Linked DNA regions of Mus musculus: regions 2 and 3 are each linked to region 1. Evidence: chromatin contacts called from public HiChIP or PLAC-seq and promoter capture Hi-C data. All regions are on one chromosome and are shown on one strand. The core of a region is the stretch at or near the end of the contact, and the rest is flanking DNA. Distances in the headings are between cores, read along the strand shown.

Region 1 (3,901 bases), core at 502-3,001:
CTGATTTTTCAATCCCCGCCCCTAATGCTTTGACTCTGGTTGTAAACAGCCAGTGTAAACATTTGGGGAGAATTAGGAGGTGTGGCCTTGTTAAAGTATGTGTGACCTTTTTTCAGTTGTGGGGGAGGGTGGTGGTGGTGGTGGTTAAAGCTTTCAAAAAAATCCCAAACAAGGCAAAGTCCTTGTTCTCTCTGCTGCCTGCAGATCAGGATGTGAAGTTCTCAGCGACTGCTCCTAGGCCACGCCTGTCTGCTTTCCACCAGAGTGAATCCCCTGAAACTGGAAGCAAGCCCACAATTACTTTCTTCCATACGGGGTGATTTGTTCATATTGTCTTTCACAGCAACAGAACAATAACTAAGACAGTCCCCATCCTGCTGTTTGCCTTAGATATGACTTCTGTATTGCTGAAAGTCAAATAAAGAAATATATCTCCTCTGTTCTGCTCACTGTTGAGCCCAAGGTCCTCGGCACACAGTAGGTTCTCAACACACACTTGTTGACGGGATGAACAAATGAGTAACCAAACAAGAAACAACCATCATTCAAACGATGATTGCAGTCCCAGGATTCATTTAAGCAGTATAACTTATATACAGTTTACACATCCTTAGTACCATAGTAAAGAAGGCACAGACACACAGCCACTACGGTGGAGACAAAGAACAAGATCCTTTCCTAATATCATTGCCACCTGTCTGTGCAGGGAGTGGGGTGCTCCTGGCAAGCAGTCCAGGAGATATTCAGGTTATTTCTGGGTCCTGGGAGTCTGGGCCTCTGAAATGCAAGGTATCTGCAGCAATATGGACTCAAATTCTGCCTTTAGAGGGCAGCCAAGAGCAATAGCAATAAGGCTCTGTGTTTAGGGAGTCTTTGATAGCCCTAACCAACAGCTCAAAAGATGATTTATAAAGGGTGGTGCTGCCGTTTCGGTTAGATGAATTTTGACTTTTGGAGGAGGCATTGTCAGACAAGATGGGGAATTTTTATTTAAACCAATATATTTATGCACGGACTTCCATAACTACAGGTATTTTTAGGTAGAGAGCTAGTAGTATGACTCCTTATGACTTTTTCAGCCATCCTTACTGTTATTTTACCTTCTTCCTTCTGGATTTATCATCCTTCACACACACACACACACACACACACACACACACACACACACACACAGTAATTAGAGTGCTCCTATTTTTCCCATTTCCCACATCAAACCATTTTACCCTATGATTCCCCTCTCTATGGCTCTGTGGCCACTTCACTCAGCAATGGTCCCTCTCAACTTGCCTTGTTTGTACAGTTACTCCAGTATATGTGCTCGTGAGTACATTTTGAAAGTTTATATATGCCCAGCTAGACTGTGGCTTGATTCTGTTTTCCCTTTTGGAGTTTTTTTTTTTTTTTGAGGGGGGGTATTTGATATTTCAGACTTTTTTGTTTTGTTTGCTTCTAAACAATGATCCTCTCCCATTTGACTTTCTTACTAAATACAGGTGTCTGCCATGGAAAATCTCCCATGGTTCCTCCGTTAGGAAAAGCCTGGGACTCCCTAGTGGCTAACCCTCTCCCTAACCAACCTTTTTTTCCTTTGGTTAATAGTCTGGTGCATCAAGGCCCTGGTCTTTCAAGACACACAAATGTGCCTCTCATCTCCCCCTCAGCCTCTTCCTCCACCATCCAGCAGGCACCTCCTCTTTCTGACTCTACACGGGTGACCAGAGCAGCTCTGAAGCTACTGTCAGTCGGAAACTGCCAGTTACAGAGCACAGTGCCAGACCAAGGTGCAAGCCGGCTGAGAAGGAAGTGGAGACTACCAGAGGGAAGGTGCTGAGGGGCCTGCCTCATGGGGAACTGTTTGCAGAGGACAACCAGGTGAGCTCACTCCCTCCTGCGAGCAGAGACCTGAGCCAGAGGTGAAAGAAAAAAAGAGGACAGCTTTTAGGGTGAATGGACTAGGGAAGGGGTGTGACAAGAATTCAGTCCCTCCTGAGCCATACACCATGTGACTATCCTTACAGGTTTTCACACACAGAGACAATGAGAACATAAGAACAGGTGAAATGAGAGAAAGAACTTATTAAAGGAGGACTCCTGTCCATCTAAGAAATGAAACAGCTGTCCTGGGGCTGGGGAAAGGCATCCTTTCTTGGGCCCTGGATGTTCCTGAATGAGTTATATGTGCCCACCCTTTCGGGGAGTCTTTATAAATTTAAAATAAACACCACATTTCCTGCCATGTTGAGACGGCAGTTAGTACACTTATAGGCGGGTTAAGGAAAAGGTCTTGTCACTAGGGAGAAGACTTGCCTTCATCTTCCTGGACTTTGGTCTCCTCATTTTAAATGGAAAAAAAATTTATAATCCTACCCGGAGGTTCCAAGTGTAGATGGTGGCACCATGGTCCCTGACAGAGAAGGTCTCAGTGATGGGGGACTCTTCTCAATTTTCAGAGCAAATTTTTCATTCAATCAAAGAGAACACATGTAAAAGAAAATATGATCACACAAAATAAGAGAATTTCTATGGTATAAAGTTAGGTGATCTATAGAGGTCTGGCAGGGGGTCTTCCTTGCTGCCTTGGTCTTATATAACATATAAAGGGGAACATAGAAAAATGACGTCTTACACAAATGCTACTTACCCAAAGGAGGCTTGGCAGTATTCACGTCTTTTCCAGAGAGCCAGTATTTGCCCTGGACTCTCCCAAGCCTCCTCCTGCTTCTAGTAGCCTTAGTAAGATTATGAATGGCTGCCCTTATAGCTCCCTGTGACATCCTGTAAAGCACAATTGCTTCTTAATTTCTGCTCACTGCTTTGTGAATGCCTGGTTCTTGCCTTTGTTTCTGGCACACAGCAGGTACTCAGTGCTAGACTGATGACTGGAAGCATTCCTGAGGAGAGAGAAAGCAAAATGAAGATATGGTATAGATGAAGAAGCAGTGATAGATGACATACCTGCACTTTCGTGTTTCAGAACTTTGCTGTGGGGTTAAGTGGTGTAGCACCAAAGTATATTTACTATGAGAAGGTGAAGTGTATAGAAATACAAGCAGAAGAAGATGAGATGAGCTGCTAACCACACTTAGAGTTACAGCTTTATACCCACAGTCTTTATTTTAGCTCCTATATCTGATAGTCACTTGTATTTCCTTTTCTACTAAGAGCCAGTATGCCTTCAATTAATTTTTCTTTGAGGTTTAGTGTATTACGTTTCTGAAGTTAAAAGCTATTTGTATTTTTAATGGTTTCTTTTCATAAATATTGCAGAAATTAATATTGTTTTCTAGTCTGTGGTTTGATTTTTATTATCTGTGTTCATTACATTTTAAAGATGATCCAATTCTTTCAGGAAATCCCTTAGGTTTCTTTCCCTGTGCTCATTCCTGGTAGTCCTTCCTTACCAATTCACACACTCATTGTTTTAGTGTGTGATTTATTAATTTACATTTAGTCTTATACATCAATGCATGGTTCAGATATTATTTTGTATCCCTAAATAATTGCCCAGTTATTCCAGCATCCCTCTTCCTATGCTGGCACCTGTTGTCCATCTTTCTTCTTTTATCCCCGTGGGCACATTCCTTTCTATGTCTCTGTAGATCAGAGGACAGAAAATATCTCTTCCTAACAGGAAGAGCCCAAGGTCTTAGAGAAAAGCATTTTCCCAAAAGGAAACCCAGCTTTTCCCCCTTCTTGGTTGTAGAACCTCAAACAAGTTGCCTAAATTCTGTCCCCAGATTCCTTTTTAATAAATAACAGGACAATAGCATCAACTGATGGCCTTGTTCTGAAACTAAATGGAATGCAGCGCATAAAAAGACTGGTGCATACAAAGAAGTACTCACCAATTTTACTTCTTCATATTCTCAATTTCCAGCAAATTGGGAAAAAAAGAGTTTAA
Region 2 (3,901 bases), core at 1,039-3,538, 1.2 Mb before region 1:
TGGAGACTCCTGGGTAACTGGGGAAATTTCTTGCTCAATGGGGTAGGGAAGAAATGTCTGACCTCAGAGCATTATCTCTGGGTCAAAGGGGAAGATAACGGAGAATAATATTTGCTCTTAACTAGAGGCCACGAAGTTAAATGTCTTATCAAAAGATGTCCAAAACGGGCAATGGTGGCGCATGCCTTTAATCCCAGCTCTTGGGAGGCAGAGGCAGGTGGATTTCTGAGTTCAAGGCCAGCCTGGTCTACAGAGTGAGTTCCAGGACAGCAAGGGCTACACAGAGAAACCCTGCCTTGGAAACAAACAAGCAAACAAACAAACAATAAAATAAAATAAAATAAAAATCACCCTGTTCAGAACCCTGATACTTTTTCCTCGTGAATTAATAGTTATTCATATACCTCCTCAGCCTTAGTGTTGAAATTAATATTGTCTATTTGAAAACTGTATCTGGCTTGTAAAATTACGTGGGCCACCTCTACCTTTTAAATGCTGTAGTTACCATACAATGTATGTACAGTGAAATGCTTAGACCTTAATTTACCAGTCAATTTTAGGATGCATATAAAGTACCAATCCCTCTGACCTTGTATGTCCATCTCTGTCAGCCCTACCACCTGTACACCAGCAGGAAACACTATACATGTGGTTCCTGTCCCCAAAGATTATTTTGGAATTTCATATAAATGGAGTCATTCAGAAAATACAGTAATGCCCGAAATTAACCTGTAAGCCCCACCTGCCCAAGGACCAGGTAACTTCCTGGAATGCTGGGAGTTGTGGTTCTTGGAATATAATAAAAACCTCATGACACAGTACTGTGGCCTATGGGGTTGTCCTATAAACCCCTGCAATAGATGTCTCAGAGCCACTCAGCTGGGAAGTTCCAGGGAGTGGTCCTGACCAAAGTCCATCTCTTGGTCAGTATTTAATATTTAATAAAGCTTGCTTCAAGTTTGGCCTAAAATGGTGCAATTGGTTTTTTCCTGTTAAATCTCAGGATTAACAACAGTATCTTTATTTTGGCTTCTCACATTCAACATGATTTTGAGATTGACCCACGTTATGTGTGTCAATTGATAAACCTTTGTATTCTGTATTAGTATTTGATTGTATGACTGTGCCATAATTTTGTACTTAAGTGTCCCGATACCAAATGCCTGGACTTGTTTCCAACTTTAACCTGTTACAAATAAACATACTATGAAGGAGATTAAATATTTCATTTGTCTTAGATGCAAAACTAGAGATGAATTACTGCCTTACATAAGAATGCATGATTAAATTTCAAGAAATTAAGTGGTTTTCTGACATCCCATTTATACTCTCACTAGTCACACATACCTTCTCTTGTTACTACTAATCCTATCTAGTATTTGGTCAGTCTTTTTTTTCTTTCTCGGTGGCTGAGTTGTTGCATCTTAATTTGTATTTCATCCCTGATAGTGATGCCTTACCTATTTGGTCTGTTCATTGGTATTTGTATGCCTTCTTTCATAAAGTAGCTTCAAAACTTTTTGTTCAGTTTTTGTTGGGTTATTTGCCTTTTTATTAAAGGCATGAGCCGGGCGATGGTGGTGCACGCCTTTAATCCCATTACTTGGGAGGCAGAGGCAGGCGAATTTCTGAGTTCGAGGCCAGCCTGGTCTACAGAGTGAGTCCCAGGACAGCAAGGGCTACACAGAGAAACCCTGCCTTGAAAAACAAAAACAAAAACAAAAACAAAAACAACAAAACAAAACAGGAATGAGCTCGTCATATATTTTATATACAAGTCCTTTGTCCAATACATACCTTGCAGATTAAAAACAAAAACCCAAAATTAATCCTCTTGCTGCTGCCCACCTCCTACAGCAAGAATTCACAACACAACCCTTATTTACTTTTTAAAAAACACAGGTAAGCTTTAGAAAATACTCGTCTTCGATGTTGATGTATCTGGAAGCTGCCTTCTGCAGCCAAGACCACACCATTTTAAGTTTTGTTTTTAATTGGCAAATAATTGCCTTAGGACCCTTTGGCCGGTTTGGAAAGTTGGGCAAGTACCCAAATACTCTGTCATCTGGTTCATAAATTGTTGGAATGCTGGGCTTCTGTTTCCTGAGGGTGGGGGGTGTCGCAGTAGCTTCTTCCCCAGGGCACACGGACGACTCTGTGGCAACACCTCAGTTTAGGCAAAAACCTTGGGGGATGCTGCGCATGCGCCTAATAGCCTGCTGTTCCCCTCCCCCAACATCACTACCAGCAGGCGGAGGGACGTTGCTATGGCAACCGCAGTAAACGGAGTCCTTGGGCGGGTGTGACTAGAAACCAGCTGCTGTAGCGAACACCTCCGGTAAGTGGGCTCTTAGCCTGGGCCGGGCTGTCCCCATAAGTCTCCCTTAAATCTGGTAGCGACTCAGAGAGCAGTGAACTCCACCTTCTAGGTGGAACTAGTATGGTCCAATTTCTCTGGAACACTTCCCCGGTCCTCCTGTGGTAATTCAACGCAAACATCAGAAGCAACCAGTGCGGGTTAGACATGCACAGCTCCAGCCTGCAGGGAACTGGTGATGCAGGTTAAGAAGCAACCAGGTAGCCAGAGAAGTTAGGTCACCACAGAGGGAAGAAGAAAGCCTGCTGGAAATGTGCCTGGGTCAACAAAGCCACCCCTGCCCACCCTTAGCTGTGAGCCTTCTCAGTGGGCCCTTCTACACTATTTTCCTTATCTGGGGGGGGGGGGGGAATGGCTGTGTTTGCCTCCTAGGGTTCTTGTTAAGATTTAAATGCAGGCCAAGTGTCTCAGGAGTGCAGCTGAACGCTGGTAATAGGCAAAGGCGGTAGGGAGCGAGTGTACAGGGTATTCGTTAGTCATGAGTAGTCTTACTTGCCTGCTTAGTAAGACACCAGAGAAAAGGGGCCAAAGGGGAGTAGGAACAGAGTGGGTGTGAGATGCAGCAGCGATCTGCAACCTCACCACGAAGGGCTTTTGCACCGTGATGAGGGTTTGTATTGCATTCTTCTGTGATGGCAACAGAGTCAGTCACTCGATGACGAAGCTGTAACATAGTGGTGCTCTGGTAGCTCTCTCAGGAATACAAAGGGCAAGGCAGAAAACAGATTAAAAGATTGGCAAGGTGGCTCGATGGGTTAAGGCACTCGCCACCAAGCCGGACAACCTGAGTCCCATCCCTGTCACCTGCATGGCGGAAGGAAAGAATGTCCACAAATTTGTCTTGTGACCTCCACACATGTACCCACCTACCCACAAAGAAGATATAAATAAATGTAACGAAAAGCTGAAAATTTAAAGGTTTTGTTTACTCTTGTTTTATGTGTACGAGTCTTTGTCTGAATGTATATCCGTGTACCACATGTGTGCAGTGCTCACAGAGGCTATAAGAAAGTATTGACTGCTCTAGGACTGGAGTAAAGATGGTTTTGAGCTGCCACAGGAGTGCTGGAAACTTGACCCTGGTACTCTGGAATAACAGCCAGTGCTCTTAACTGCTGGGGTATCTCTCCTCTCCAGCTCCCATGAAAAGAAAATTTAAAGATAAAATGGATTAGAGAAACAGAGTAGGAGCAGAGGGTATCTGCAGTGACAGGGACAGTGAGCCTGGTACTTAAAGAGGTGAGGACAAGGGTGAAAGCATAAGTCTTCATAGCTGGCCATTTGGCAACGCGTCTTGGAAATAGATTGCATGAGGTGGGTGATAGGGAAGGACGAAATATCTAACTGCTCTTCTTTCTCACTTGCAAAATTGTGATATTAGCATCTGCCTTGTATTTTAAAAGCAAGTGAGATCATGTGTGCAGAGAATTTTAGACTTGTGTTTGCCATCAGATAAGAACCCCAACAACAAGCAAGCAAGCAAGCAAACAAGCAAGCAAGCAAGCAAGCAAGCAAGCAAGCAAG
Region 3 (3,901 bases), core at 485-2,984, 1.1 Mb before region 1:
CTGCCCCTCACTGTTGCTGGGCTTACGGGAGAGGCGGCCATGGTCAGGCTGGCTGCTGCTCTGGAGACTGGCACCAGGGTCATCTCTCTGGATCTGCTGCTCCTTACTGGCCACGATCTCAGGTTTGGGCCGCCGTCCTGGGTGAGAAGGATTGAGAACAAGTGAGAGAGCATATGAGCTCTCCCTTCCTAAACTCCTGTTTTGCCTAAGACTCTGACAAGGGCTGCACCAAGGTGATACAACTAAGATTTCAGGGTAATGAAAGTGTGGTGTAATTCCCAGCTTTCTCTACTATTGTGCTGCTATTGATCCTTGTGCTGAGCGGGGGGGGGGGGGGGGGGGGGGGGGATGCCAGAGAGGTTCATCAATCTTATAAAGAAAGGTAGTGCTTTAGTCCAGGCACATAAGTCCACAGAGGCAGCCACTGGAGAAGGACAGAGGTGAACAAAGTGAACAGGACTTTGCATCTGGCCTCACTATAACTTGCTCGGGCCTTTGGAACTCTGAGCTAAGCAAAAATATTTGACTTACCTGTTCGGAAGGTGACCATAGCTGTCTGGCCCTCGCCAGCACAGTTGTAGGCTGCCATCTCCACTTCGTACAAGCTTCCAGGGTCAAGCCTGGTCAGGGTGAGGCGGTGCTGGTTGGCTGGAATGCCAGAAATGGTCCAGTCGTCAGAGGAGTTCGTGACCTGCTGAAGAGGGTGACTGGGGTAAGGACCTGCTTCTGCTGTGGTGTCCAGGAGGTTTTCGGCCTGAGCCCAAGATGGCAGGAAGAGAGAAAGAGGACCGTGGGCTAGGTTAAAGGCTGGTGGGACTGCAGAGCTCAGACTGGTTCTCCTACTCTCTAAGGTAATGATCCTATTAAGGAAAGTTTGCAAGGATAGCTACAAAGCTAGACTGAACTGTCAGTCCCCCAAAGGCCACTCTCCCATCTCCTGCAACCTCCTCATCTATGTTCTCTCTGCTTGCATATGAAGCCAAACCCGAGCCCTTCAGTCCATATTCTAAGGAGAGATGGTGGCAGGAATGATAACAAAAGTGGAAGCAATGGAAAGATGGTCCTAGTGTGCTCATTCTCAGTGCACTGCCTGTCCCTAAGTCTCAGCAGTCAGTGTCCACAGCAAAGAGCCTCAGCCCGGAGAGCTGAGGAATTCATCCATGGTTGCAAAGCTAGTGAGCACTTGTGTCCAAAGAGCATGCTCAGAAGTTACCTGTTCTAGACAGAGGATTCTGGGAGTGGAAAACCCCAAATTCAAGTTCTGACTGTATAACCCCAAACAAACTCCCACACTGGTGAGCCCTGAGCCATTCATCCCTAAGATGGGCAAATACAATGTCTTGAGTTACTCTGGAGTCAAATGAGATGACTTGGCACAGGTGAGGTTCCCAACAAATGAATGCCTGGCCTGTCTCCTGACGCTCTTGGCACCCTTCACCCTGTGAGATTTCTCACTTTAAAATTCTTCTCCGGTTTCTGCTCCCTGTCCCTGTTCTTGAAGCTTAAAAAACAGGGTGTCCGTGAAGGATTATAAATGAACTTTTAATGGTTAGCTCTTTAAAAAAATATTTATGGGAGAACTCCGGGCACCGAAAGGCAATGGTGAGAGATTATTTCCTCCCACCCACCATCTTTTAAGAAGGACTTTGTGGCCAGCTCTGTGCATCTCAGAAAGCCTGCCAGAATAGAGAGCTGAGGTTTGATTAAGAAAGCGACCAGCTGCTGGGGAAAGCTCTTATCCCTGAGCAAAGTATTCGCAAGTAGAACAAAACGTCCCATTCAAGGCCAGGGGATGGTCTGAGCTCATTAATGTCGGGCTTCCAGGATTTGTTCCAAGGGGAAAGGTTTTCACAAGCTGAGAGTCCCCAGTGATGCTGGAAACCCAAACACAGTAGCCTAGGTCTACAGTGGATGAGATGAAACTTGCTCTGTGCACGTGAAAATCAGCCTGACTAATTCCCAATGCCCTGCAAAAGACAGAGAATAGAAAAAAACAAAACAAAACAAAAAAACCCACAAAAACAAAAAACAAACAAAACAAAACAAAAACAAAACAAAACAACCCCCCAAAAAACCCAAACCCACAACCCAATGCTGACTTCTGATTCCGACCTTCTTTCTTGGGTGACGACCATTAAGCTATGTTAGTTCCGTGAGCAAGAACAGCTTTCAAGACATACTTTCTGTCTTGGCAACATTCACTTAAAAGCTCCAACTGTTCCACAGGGCAATGCCTAATGGAAGCCAGACTCAGCAGGGCCCCTGTCCCGACTGTCATTTTCCTGTACCTCCTCCTCCCTCTGCCCTCCCAGCACCGGCCTCAGACTTCCACTGGGACCCAGAAATGAAAATAAGAAATGCAAGGGTAATTAGTCACTGTCACACACACTGGGAGGGTGAACGCAGGCATCAGTTTGGCATTTCCGGATTACCCCAGTGCGGTCTTTGCCTCCTTGCCTGTAGTGGGAGGTAGTTTCAGGGCCACCTATTGGCCTGAAAAATATTATTCTTACTATCACACTGGTTTCTGTCTCTTGGGTACTTGGCTTCCCTAATCTTTGTCTACAACTCACAGGGAGGTGTCTAGTTACACAGTAAAATAAGGATTGGGACCAGCCCTGCCCTGGAACACAGGCTAAACAAGGCTGTTACTTTTCAGAAAGCCATTTACACCTTTAGCTGGTCCTGGAGGTGGTGTGGGGGAGGGAACTGTGGTCTCTCCTGTGCCTATATGGGAAACTACATGAGGGTACAGGGTGTTGCTCTGCCTCCGGTACTTTTCTGACCACCTGAGGTCTCCGGGAACTTCTTTAGTACCCGGGTCTTCTGGAAGGGGAAGACACAGAGAAGGCCAGACTATTCGAGGCCAGTGGTGTTTGCAGCAGGGACCTGGCTTGTGCAGAGTCAGAGCATTCAGAACATTCCACCATGGGAGGGGAGGCTTGTTTTCTTGTTTGCTTTTGGAGTAGGAAAAGGTGGGTAAGTATTTTTCGCTCCATTTCACATTTCCATATTTTCTACCAAGCGCACAAAGCATTTTTGTAAGCAAAAAAATAATCCAAACGCACACAAGCGCCCACATTTAGAATAAATAGGTTGCTGGTATTAAATTCTTTTTAATCCACTTAAGACCAGAACTTTTCTACTTTCTGGTGATATTGGAGAGAAACAGCACAAACCTGTGGTGAGCAGAAATGTTTTATGAGGAGTCTCATCTCACATTCCTTGTGCAGCTTTGAGAAGAGTGGCAGATGGAAGGCCCTGGTTCACCTCACCAAACAGTGGCCAGGACCATGGGACAGGCACAGTTCTGTCTTTGTATCCTGTCACAGTCTAAAAGGCTCTCCCTGACAGCTCCTCTAACCCCTGGACAGGTTCCCTCTGTTGAGGGAAAAATAGCTAAGGTCTCAACAACGTGATGTGCCAGAGGCTCTAGCGCCTGGTTAAACAGGAGCTACCACAACATCTGAGAGTCGGAGGGCATTTTACAGTCCGCGGGGAGAACACTTGTTCCCTAAATATTTGTTTTCCTCGCTGGAGAGACCTGTTTGCCCTGCTAAAGTTCTTGCAGGTATGCTTAAGAAAGAGCTTGTTTTGGTTGGAAAACAAATGTGGTGGGGATGGTGGGGTGGAGCGGGAGAGGAGTGAGGAGGGTGGCCATAGTAATGGAGGGGGGTGAGTTATCTCTGGACTAGTGTTGGCACAAACTTCCAGGTAGGAGTACACAAAGGTCACACCTGAGGGCCCACGCAGAGCCCATGCCTGGGCCTGTAAGAGCTCACCCCATGTCCATATTCCTGCTAGCTTTCCGGGGGTGAGTGTGGTAGGGATGGGCATTTGAGGAGACAGAAAGGAAGGGCATGGCTGTGGTGTATGCTGGGTCCTGACTTCCGGCCAGGAG

The links. Promoter capture Hi-C pulls out the DNA fragments that hold promoters and counts their contacts. HiChIP or PLAC-seq counts read pairs in DNA pulled down with a chosen protein or histone mark.
Region 2: an HNF4G HiChIP or PLAC-seq map of pancreatic cancer cells shows a contact between it and region 1. The contact joins the promoter of Cfap44 here to the promoter of Gcsam in region 1. A contact is called at or near these places in 4 of 39 promoter capture datasets (3T3-L1-derived adipocytes, liver and pre-B cells) and 1 of 115 datasets of contacts at active chromatin or transcription factors (pancreatic cancer cells).
Region 3: a promoter capture Hi-C map of 3T3-L1-derived adipocytes shows a contact between it and region 1, with 4 times the contacts expected there. The contact joins the enhancer-like site here to the promoter of Gcsam in region 1. A contact is called at or near these places in 4 of 39 promoter capture datasets (3T3-L1-derived adipocytes, hippocampal neurons, liver and 1 more), 6 of 484 Hi-C or Micro-C datasets (CD4 T cells, the G1E-ER4 cell line, brown adipocytes and 3 more) and 1 of 9 other capture datasets (liver).

What each region holds. Positions count from the first base shown.
Region 1 is chr16:45,608,689-45,612,589 of GRCm38.p6, forward strand. It overlaps Gcsam (germinal center associated, signaling and motility), which reads left to right and starts at 1,752. Exons shown (of 5, transcript NM_008099.4): 1 at 1,752-1,872. The coding sequence starts at 1,844.
Region 2 is chr16:44,392,511-44,396,411 of GRCm38.p6, forward strand. Cfap44 (cilia and flagella associated protein 44) reads left to right here and starts at 2,289. Exons shown (of 35, transcript NM_001033247.1): 1 at 2,289-2,338.
Region 3 is chr16:44,492,282-44,496,182 of GRCm38.p6, forward strand. It overlaps Boc (biregional cell adhesion molecule-related/down-regulated by oncogenes (Cdon) binding protein), which reads right to left. Exons shown (of 19, transcript NM_172506.2): 9 at 532-691; 10 at 27-137. Among named protein-coding and RNA genes, the nearest start is that of Gm30064, 36 kb to the right of the region's middle. Within about 2 kb of position 1,735, at least 109 of the 459 cell types and tissues checked have an H3K27ac peak or open chromatin away from gene starts, as enhancers often do. A contact at or near this core is called in 3T3-L1-derived adipocytes, cerebral cortex and regulatory T cells, where this site is marked.